2 separate regions of the Hordeum vulgare genome follow, and region 2 is linked to region 1. The links are chromatin contacts, called in public Hi-C maps. All regions are on one chromosome and are shown on one strand. Each heading gives the region's core, a stretch centred on a gene start, on an enhancer-like site or on the middle of the called end of the contact. The rest is flanking DNA. Distances are from core to core; before and after follow the strand shown.

What was found. Hi-C and Micro-C count contacts between places; a contact is called where the count stands out from the background.
Region 2: a contact with region 1 is called in a Hi-C map of leaf, with 4 times the contacts expected there. The contact joins two enhancer-like sites. A contact is called at or near these places in 6 of 6 Hi-C or Micro-C datasets (leaf, seedling and an unstated tissue).

The regions. Positions count from the first base shown.
Region 1 is chr1H:241,199,048-241,204,467 of MorexV3_pseudomolecules_assembly, reverse strand. No RefSeq gene overlaps it. Among protein-coding and RNA genes, the nearest start is that of LOC123429715, 230 kb to the left of the region's middle. Within about 2 kb of position 2,542, at least 2 of the 3 cell types and tissues checked have open chromatin away from gene starts, as enhancers often do. A contact at or near this core is called in leaf, where this site is marked.
Region 2 is chr1H:241,497,383-241,503,232 of MorexV3_pseudomolecules_assembly, reverse strand. No RefSeq gene overlaps it. Among protein-coding and RNA genes, the nearest start is that of LOC123429715, 74 kb to the right of the region's middle. Within about 2 kb of position 3,467, at least 2 of the 3 cell types and tissues checked have open chromatin away from gene starts, as enhancers often do. A contact at or near this core is called in leaf, where this site is marked.

The DNA of each region.
Region 1 (5,420 bases), core at 1,293-3,792:
TTTTTCCTTTAGCCACTTGCGCAAGGCCTTCGCGGTCCGACAGAGCTTGATATGAATCTTGCGGATGGCATCACGGGCCTGAACAGGTTTGTTCCATGCTAAGGCAACGGTGTCCTTGAAGCCCGGGAGACGAAGCCAGAATTCTTCGAATTTAAAGGAAGGCTTTCTCGAGTTGCCGACGCACCCCTGAAGGTATAACGGAGCATGATCCGAGCAAGCTGTAGTGATAGCCTGAAGGTGCGCGTTGGGGAAGAGCATGTCCCAATCGTCGGAGTGGAACATGTGGTCAATCTTGGTAAGGACCGAGGTTCGCCTGCGTGCCATAGATGTCTGGTTCTTGTAAAACTCTAAGGACAACTCCAACGGGCAACCCCGTTCTGTCCGCCCGCGTTCGCTTGAGGATAAACGGACTGAACAGGCCGTCGAACGCACGGGAGCAAACAGACCAATATTCGTTTGTGGTCCGTTTTAAATCCATTCCCGATCCAACTTTGGACTGCGTTTGCGGTCGAACGGACATGCGCGAACGACATGTGGCGCGTGCCCATATCCTTCCTGGCCCGCCCATTGGAGACACGTGCGGCTCTTTTTCTACCCCCCCCCCCTCCAGTCGCACCCCCGCCCCAATCCCCTCTCGCCCTAGCCATCGCTATTGTCATTTTTCTCGGTCGTGTGTTGTCCAACACGACTGGTGAGCCCCTGCCCCACCCTAGTCGCAGCTCCTCCACCGACGCCCCGAGATGTCCAACTCCAGCCGCCAGATTTCAGCGGATTCTGCGGTCGGATTAGGAGTGGATCCGGCCGGATTTTAGCTCCTTGCGGCCGTCGGAGGCCTTGCCGTGCCATGGACTAGTCGGGTACTGGCCCGCACAGCTCTCGCAACGCCTTCAGGCTACATGCGGGTACTGAATCCGCCTCTAGCTGCTTGGATCTACTCCGTTGCCGGTTCGCCAACAAATACACCAAGTGTCGTCGTCCGGGCTCGATGCTGGCCCAAATGCTCGTCGGCGCACCAATGTCGTTCATAAAGTGCGATGACTGTCCATTGAAGGTCTTGCACCGCGTGTCTACAACGCCGGAACATCCCGAATGGGTGTTTATCAAGTGTAATAATGATGATGTATGTGCTAGTTTACCTTCTGTTGTGCTTCTCGATTTGGCTCATTTTGCTTACACTCAAATATTTATTGTGTAGGCTAGATGCAAATTTTAATTTGAAAATAAGAATACATCGATCTATTAATAACACACAATTTATTAGATGTTCGTGCACTTTTTGCTAGAATAGAGGCTAAAGATCAGACTAAATGTGATGAAACAACATCTAATTTTTTAGACTCAAAGAAAAAAACATTTAAGATCAACAATAAATGAACCGAGAAGGCACTAATCCAACTTATAGCAGTAGTTATGAAAGTTGGATATGTTTTAAAATGTTTTTTTAGTTCTTGTTTTCTTTAATTCTAGTCAAAATTTGATATGTATTCCAATGTATATAAAAATCAACAACGAAAATATAAAGATTTGATATAAAAATTGTGTGCGAATCAAATGCGACTTAAATGCATCCGCACGTTAGACGCACGATCGCCATATTTATAAATCCAGACGAACACGGATTTATTACCATCTTCAAACAAACGAAACAAACCATATGTATAAAAAATCAACGATAACAATAAAAAGATCTGTTACAAAGAATGTGTATGAATGTAAATACATCCGTGCGTGGTCGTCATATTCATAAATATATTCATAAATCCAGGCAAATGCAATTTCATCATCATCCTTAAACGGACGAAACGAATCATTTAAGATCGTGAGTTGGAGTTGGGCTGACCGGCCATGGGTAGCCGCCTACGTACCCGCGTGCAGTGTTGTCGCCATGCCATCAAACGCCCCCGGTCCATACTAATAGTGGTTGGCCATGATTTGAGAAGGAAAGCGAGGCAGGGTCCCAGAAAAGAAGAAGCTTCAAAAAGATAATCTGTCTAGCCCTTGCCAAAAGCGACACGCACGATTCCGGACTCCATGTTCTCCGTCTCATGCCGTGTCCCGCCAATATATCCACCTCTTTTTGTATCTTTGCGCCGGACTTAATCATCATTTGTTCGGCCAGGTGTTTTTGTGTAGCCAGCTGGACATTCGATTGTATTCGTGGGAGGGCAGGGGATGCACATGTTGCAAGCTGTGCGCTGCTATTTAGGGGCGAGGGGGAGCATTTGCCAGTCGTTCATGCATATGTACAGTACTACTCAAGCCCATCACACATACATCCACACCACGCCCGCTGCATGCAACAACCAGATCTCTCGGGTCCTAACCAAAATGACGTGCCAACTATCATATGCTAATCACGATTTACCCGGCATCTTTGGCGACGCTCTGTGACGAGCAACGGAGAAGTTGTGCACCGACAGACAAGGAAAGAATGATCGAATCCGGCGGGACAGAGACCGGCGCGGCACCCGCACACCCAACCCAACGCAACGCCGCAAGAAATCTTTACGGAGAAAGAGTCGGCTGTTTGGGCACGGAGAGGATGGCGTCTCGCTGTTACGGCGTGGTTGGGGCGTCGGCCGTCGCGGCGCTGTGTCTGCCTGGTGCCTGCAGGAGCCGCGCGCCCGGCGGACGGCGACCGCGTAGCAGCCAGCTACCGCGCCGCGCGTACCGATTCCCGTCGTGTCTCGTCCGTTGCAGGGTCCTTGTCTCGTGGCGCTTGCTGGCGTCCAATGTCACCTGGACTGCCCGGGAATACAGTTGCAGTCATCCATCGGCAATGCGAGCCAGGGGTGAACATGATCCTGCAAACAAGACCGGATTGGTCAACTTCCGAGTACGAAACTACGGAGTCAATTACAAGAAACTATCACATTTGTGATTAGATTTGTAAAAACACCACAATCTCCGTTAAGTCGTTAAAAAAAGCACTGGTCGGTGAGTTGACCCGTTTAATCACTTTCTTATAAGTGAGACAATATTGTAAGCAATTGACTTAGGGCCCGTTTGGAATACCAATAAATTATGATGATCTGGATTATGAAGATATATTATATAATTTGATTTATAAAAATAATCTAGGTGAACACGTTTGGAGGTCAGGTTATATAAACTGTAATTCAGATTTTACATTGCATAATGACCTGTATGTCCTCTATTTTTTAAAATAGGAGGGTGGTGGTGGTAGAAATGTAATTATCTCCAACTTTACAAGGGTAATGGGTCATTGACAATTCATAATCTGATTTTCGTTGAGTAGAGTAGATTGTGAGTTCTTATTAATTTGTCCATCTAGTTTTTATAATTTATAACATAATCTATCTTGTTTGGATACATAATAGATTATAAAAATTGGATAATATAATCTGAGTGGTTACGAAGAGGGCCTTAGCAAAAAAAATGCACACACCCCTAGATTTTAAAAACAAAAGCAATCAACACTCTCCCCGTGGAACACCCGTCCCTCACAACTCCATGTCGTCGCCGTGCTGCTGCCATCCGTCCAGCACGATGGCGCCCGGGCCGGGATGCCGCACCGTGGCCCTGTCGCCTGTCCGGCATGGTGTCGCCCTCGTCGGCGACGGAAAGGGCTACGGCCGCGGGGAAGGACGAGGAGGCGGTCGGCGCCCACGCACGCGTCCTCGATGGACTTCACCGTCGGCATGTGCGGGAGAAGGGAGGCGCTCGCTCGTCGTCTTCTATCTCACTGGCCGCAAGGCCGAGGGCGTCGTGGCAGCGCTCAAGGCTGCCACAAGAGGCGCTCTACGGGTGCTAAATGGAGGCGGTTGCGGCCCTGCTTCGGGCGTTCTTCACCGTGCACTCTTTCAAAGGCTCACACGGCGATGACCACATCTTCCTCGCAAGCAACGACGACGACAACGGTGCCAATGCGTCGCTGCGCCAACTGAGTTGCGTTGGTAGTAGGGATTGTCCACGGTGTGCATGTGAGGGCACGGTGGGGGGGTTGATTGCTTTTGGTTTTTTGGATCCAAGGGTGTGTGTGTGTGTTATTTTTTTGCTAAGTCAACTCTTTACAATCTGGCCCCACTTGTAATAAAGTGATTAAACGGACCAAATCATCCGATCAATGCCTTTTGCAACAACTTAACTCAGATTGCGATGTTTTTTGCAACGGATTAATGAGTTGCTTGTTTTCAGCAAACCTATCCACAAATGTGATAGTTTCACGCAATTGACTAGAAAGCACACGGATGTGAAGGCACGCATATGTTAAGCCGCATCGAACTGCTCAATTGCCTCGCGATTCATGAAGTACTTGTATCCCCACACAGACACGATAAGGCCTAAGTTTTAATTGTTGAAACTCATCATTTTGTACTAAATTTTAAGAATCCAAACTTAACATCTATTTTTCAGAAGCTCATCTAAATCTATTCAAAATGCATCTTATTAGAAAGTCCTCATCACAAAAACACGAATATGAAAACAACACTTTGTTTGGACTTCTCATTCAGAAGGTATGAATGATTGGAAATCAAATGCACGAAGAAAAAGCACGTGCGAGGGACTCGGTGCCCCCCCCCCACTTGCGTGACATAAATCTTCTCCCCTATCGAGTATATAGTCTAGTCCGATCCACACGCAAAGAAATAAGACCCTAAGATTCTTCGTCGACAAGACAAATACATACAACGTCGACCAACACATAGGCACATAACACACATGCATCGATGATTTTCCTAAAACGAGACAAAATGCTCGCCATTTCATTAATTAAGAGGGAAGATTTGTATCAAAGCCTGACAAAGGGCAAGAAGAAAGGTCATCATTCTCGCGATATTACAAAGCCCAAATACTTAGCAGCCCACGAGCACCCACAAACTAATTTCCTCTTTCATGATGCACACCAAGACCGATGAAGGAGTCATGTTGTTGTAGAAGACCCTCACCTTGCGCTCCTCTAAAGCTCCCATGAGATGAACATCGACATGGTTGACATGGACTTCTTATAGTGGCCTTGGCTTAGGTGACATTGATCCACCACTCATTGACGTTACCCCTCAAGCCCCATTCCCGGGGTTTGACGCCGAAGAGGCCAAGCCAATCCAAGATGTCACGTAGAACCCTCACCAAGAAGCGACAGTGGCACAGGTGATGCGTCGAAGTCTCCTGGGTTTGCTTACAAATGGTACAAATGATACGGTTGGGCCTTCCTCGACACTCAAGCCTATCAACCGTCCAAACTCTATTTTGGATCACAAGCCAAGCAAAGAGTTTACATTTCTCGTAACGCCCAAACTTTCCAAACATACACGTACATGGTCGAAGTGGTGTGACCCTCAAATTGTGCTTTGTAGCACAAGGACGTGGAATACACACTATCCAAGGTGAAACTCTACGTGATCGTAACAACAATGTGTGAGACTAACTGAATGGAGGTAAGCTTGTCCCAAAGATAC
Region 2 (5,850 bases), core at 2,218-4,717, 300 kb before region 1:
TCTGCGAGTGCAGTGTTTCGGTTCCCACGCTCATTTGCACCTGGTGCGATAGAAAATAAAAAAAGACTAAAAATATTTAAAAAATTTCATAAAATTTTGCGTGGTAGATAATTTGATGTGTGAGGTTTGTTCAAATTTTTGTATCATTTGAACATCTGAGTAACTCTCAGAAAAAAGACAAATCTAATAAAAATAGTGTATGAACAATGTATTCTTTTAGAGAATCTGAAATTGCTTTTTTTGCCGAGAGTTGGTCATGTCCACATGATTCAAAAGTTGGAGTGGACATCACGTATTAAATTATCTATCACCTAAAAGAATTGGATTTTTAACTCTTTCTATTTGTTTTATTTCTTTGTTCAACGCGGATGCAAATGAGTTTGGGTTCACAAATGTATTTTTGCCACTCCGCTATTGTCTTTGAAGTAGTCCGTGTCGCTGCATGAGCATGGATGACTTTTTTTTTATTCTTTGGCAATGGGTGACTAACTACTTGCTATGTAACTCATACGAGATGACTTTACTGCATAGCTGCACAAAAAACACTTTGTTGTGTCATGTGTGCATAACTGTATGAAAGTAGTACCTACGACGCACACACTTGAAAACACTCGAATAGAACAGGCTTGACGGGTGGATCAAACGGCTTAATATGGTCTGGCACAATGATCAACTGGCTGTCGACGAGGTTGATCTTACACGCAGATCAATGAGATGATTCCTAGAATGAGCTCGCACAATTAGGTTGTCCGGGCTTCGATTCCTAGCCAACACACAATTAGGCTACCCTTATTACAATTTTTTCACCCTCGTAATCGCGGTTCACTGATTGGGCCGGCCCTGTCGACGCACCCTATGCGATGGGGCATGTATTTGCCGTGGAACGCGACAAATGGGAGCTCGTGTGGTCTAGTGCCCTAGCGGGTATCCCATGGTGCCCCATTCACACGAGAGGTCCTGTCTGCCACGCTTTCTTGCAAAATCACGGCCGAACGCACACGGCACCATCCTACTAGGCCGACCCAAGTTAGTGCTTGAAAATCGTAAAAAGAAAAGCAAAGTAGATAAACAAGTCAAACATACGACCTGTGTGTACCTAGCGCTCGCCACCTTGAGGTGCTACTCCAAGTGGAAGATTTCCAGCTCGAAAATTAAAGAACATAACAACAACTGTAAAATGTAAATCAAATTTCAAATGCAAAATCATTTCTAAAATTCTATAATTTCAAGAGATTTTTAACATTTTTCAAAAGAAGTGAACAAAATTTAAAATTCTAAAGTTTTAAAATTTTAAAATTGAATAGGAGAAAATTTTTGCAAATTACAATACTTTTTAAAAATGCAGACAATTTTGGAACCATGAACAAAATATAAAATAATGAACATTTTTTCAATTCTGAATAAATTTTGAAACTGTGATTTTTTTGAATTGTGAATGAATTTTGAAACATGAACAAATTTCAAATTCATGAACAACATGAAAAAAGTGTGAACATTTTTCGAATTGTGAACAAATTTTCAAGCTGTGTATATTTTTTGAAAATCCAGAATATTTTTTGAAACCACAATTATATTTGAATTATCAAAAAAATTGGTAACATGAACAACTTTCAAATTCGTACACAAAATTATAAAAATATGTGAATTTTTCGAATCAGTGATTTTTTTATGAAACCGCGAACATTTTCAAATTTCAAACAAAATTTGAAACATGAGCAAATTTTGAATTGTGAACAAATTTTGAATTTGAAACATGAATAAATTTCAGATTCGTGAAAAAAATATATTAAATCATGAACATTTTTTATTAAAATGTGAACATCTTTTGAATTGTGAACAAATTTTGAAACATGAACAAATTTGAAATTCGTGAATAAAATTATAAAATTGTGATCAGTTTTAAAATTGTGAACAAATTTTGAAACCGTAGATTTGTGAACAAATTTTGAAACCATGAACAGTTTTTGAATTGTGCAAAAATTTTAAAACTGTTAACGTTTTTTGAATTGTGCCCAGATTTTAAATTAACTAAAAAACCAATATCAAAACAAAACAAAAGAAAAAGGGAAAAGGAAAAAAAGAAAAGAAATGGAAATAAAAATTAGAAGAAATAAAAAATTCAATTCAAAAAACCTTCTAGAAGTTTGCTGAAGCTAGAAAATCGGCTGAAACCTTTAGAAGGTTTCGAAAACTGAAGGCGTTGAAACGTTAAACAGGCCGGCCCATCCCAAACGATCGCTCGCCTATCTTGTGCGAAGCCCCGACATTAGGACGCAACGGGACCTCCTATTTGTCATTAACTGCGGTAAAGAGGTGGAGCTTCGCATACGAGGCGAGTAACCTGGGCCGACCCGTTCATTCAGTTTGACGGAATGAATAATCGCAAAAAACTGACTACGCAATACCTCGGAATCAAACCCTCGACATGCAATAGATGCGTGTGATGCACTAGCCACTACACTAGGCAACCTACTTTGCAACAATGGTAGCGCTAGTGTTAAATAACAATCGGCAACGACTAAAAATAAAAGAGTGAAAAAGTGAACATTTTTCAAAATTAAACTATTTTTACAAAACTTGAGTGTTTTTTTAATTTAAAATCTATTTTCAAAAATATGGAATATTTTCTAAACTTGTGAACAAAATATAAAAATTGTAGCATTTTCAGAATATGTGAACAAATTTGGAAAACATGATCATATATGGAAATTCCAAAATATTTTAGAATTTGTGAAAAACAACATGTGAATATTTTGTGAATTTGTGAACAAAACTGGAAGTATTAACATTTTTTAAATATGTGAAATTTTTTCTATATTCAAAATATTTTTTTGATTGTTGAATAAATTTTGTAAGTCAGGAAAAAATTGCAATTCCATAATATTTTTATAGTTTCAAACAAAATTACAAAACAGGAGGATTTTTTCAAATTCCGGAACATTTCTCCAAATTCCGAATCATTTTTTAAAATTCTGAAACATTTTTTCGAATTCCGGAACATTTTTCCAAAATCCAGAATAGTTTTTCAATTTTTGGATCTTCTTTTAAATCCGGAAAAGTTTTTCAATTTACGAAGCATTTTTCAAACTCCCAAGCATTTTATCAAATTCCGAAACATTTTTTAAAATTCTGGAACATTTTTTCGTATTCCGAACAATTTTTCGAATTCCGAAATAGTTTTCCAAATTCCGGAATATTTTTCAAATTCCAGAATATTTTTCAAATTCCGGAACATTTTTTGAAAATCTAGAATATTTTTAAAATAGAAACCAAAAAAATAAACAAAAGATAATAAAGAAAAAAGAAAAAAAACAGTTGAGTAAATCTTCTAGAAAGTTTTGAAAACCGGAAAAAACTAACTGAAAACCTCTAGTAGTTTTCAAAACCGGGATCAGTGAAGGTGTTAATGGGCTGGCATAAACCCGTCTTTCGGTCGCACCTCTTCTGTGAAAGGTCGACCTGTCGTAGAATGCGGCAGATAGGATTTTCCGGACGCAACGAGCATCCAATAAGCTTTTCCTATTCGCACGGTGGGCAGGCCCAGTTTGTTTACGGAATTTTCACGTGCTCTTTCCTGGTTTTGAGAAGGTTTTAGAACCTTTCCCGAACCAGCATTTCTTTTCATTTTCTTGTTGTTTTGTTTTACTTTTTTTCTATTTTTTTTTCGTTTCTTCCTTACTTTTCACTTTTGTTGCGAATTTTATTCTAAATTAAAATTTGCTAACATTGTTTGTTACATTCAGCAAATGTCAAAAATCTAAAAGAATGTTTATCGAATCCAAATTTTATTCATCAAATTTAAAATTGTTTATTAAATTCAAAAAAAAATCATAAAATTCAAAATATATTCTTTGAAATAAAAAAAACGTTTGTCAAATTTGAATATTTTTTTATCGTTTTTTTTTCAGAAAATGTTCATCAAATTCAAAATTTGTTCATTGATTCTTCAAGAAATGTTCATTTAATTAAAATTTAATCATTACTTCTTCAAAAAAAAGTTCATCCATTTTTCAAAAACCAATATTCTTGAATACAATTCTTGTTCGTCAAGTTCAAAAAATGTTCATGAGATTTTGAATTAGCAAACATTTCTTTGACATTTATGAACATTTGTTAAATAGTTCATATTTTTTTGAATACGCGAACAATTTTCTCAAAATCGTGAATATTTTTTAACCTACGATGTTATGATTTGTGCAACAATTTCCCCAAATTCACTTTTACCTTAAATTTTTGAACTTTTGATATTACGAATTGTTATAAAGAAGAAAAAATAAAAAAAATGGGGCGCCTAACCCCACTTATGGGCCGACCTATGAGGGGCGCGCGGGAGGGATGTGGGTGTGCGCTCGCATGTTCGCGAGCACCCCATAGGCGAAATAGGAGCTCCTAGTCTCGCCGGAGAGCTCATGAACCGGGGGACAATATCGTCATAGAGCTTGAGTTTCTAAAGGTAGAAACTGCGACCGAGCTCGGAAGGAGCGAAGGCCAGGCTTGCATAGCTCTATAGTGTCGACGATGTGGACTGCGATATCACGCACAACAAGACCGCATGTCGGTTGGCAACGAAGTTGTGCACCACCTCTAGAGGAACGACGTGTGAATGGGATGACAACGAGGAATCTAATGATGAGGAACCTGCGGTGACCGGGTAAGAGAGGATAAGAGAAGAGGATTTGAAGGTATATTAGTTGTAGACGAGCTATTACCCAGTGCTGGTGGTTCCTTGCCAATGGAATGAACGACGCAATCCGCGTTGACCCAAGAGTGCGAGATGCAACCGCGGTTGGATATCTTGGGATGCCACCACCACATCCTATGTTCTGCATTTTGATGAGGTCGTCATGCTCGTGTAAACTATGCCCACCAACGGCATGCCTCTCTCAAGGTAGAGGCTGCATCCACTACACAACTTCGACCCGCGGCATGTCGGCAAGAAAATGGTGGCACACAAGCTACACCTAATAATATCTCCAATATCATGTAGGGATGCAAGCGTACCTGGATCATTTTTTGGTCTTTTGCATACTTGTCCCGGTTAGGCATCATGGAGCATATGTAGACAAAAAGCCATCATATGCATGCTGATTAGTTGCGTGCATTCCCTCTCCTTGCATCGTCGCAATAGCACTACGCACATTGTTTGGTTGCATACACGAGATATGATCACCTGTTAACAACTACACATATCACACGATGTTAAAGTGGAGTGCCTTGGCGACAGCTATGGACGATGGTCGCTACGTCGTGTCCAACACGATGAGCACGGAGTTGTGGGTGAGCGATCCCATCATAGCGAGTGGACTAGTTGCTAGCATCGTTGCCATGGAGAAAATATGTGTGAAGTAACGAATAGGAGGGCGTTGAGGCACGGGATGATGGAGAAAAAAAATGTCTTGTGCACGCCATGAAGGCGTCAGTGTAGTAGGACATGAATGAGGAGGCCGAAAAGAATGGTGATGACAACAACACCAGTGTAGTAGGAATCTAGCTAGGAGGACAAGAGGAACAATGCCTATGATGGCTTTAGTGTACCAGGACATGGGAGAGAAGATCGATAGGGACAACATAGGAGAGGCGGTTGAGAGGAACAATACACTCGTGACGCTAATGCAACAACACGTGGAAGAGAACGACGATGGCGACATCGCCAGTTGAAAGGATCGATATGGTTGACTAGAGGGGGTGAATAGGCAACTAACAAATTTAATATTTTCTTTTAATAAATTAAGTTTAGCAACAAATAGGTTGTCTAGATGTGCAACTAAGTGAGTAACCTATATGCTGCTAACCACAACAATAGTAAGCAAGAAGTAAATACAAGTAAAGGTAAGAAATAACCACAAGTGG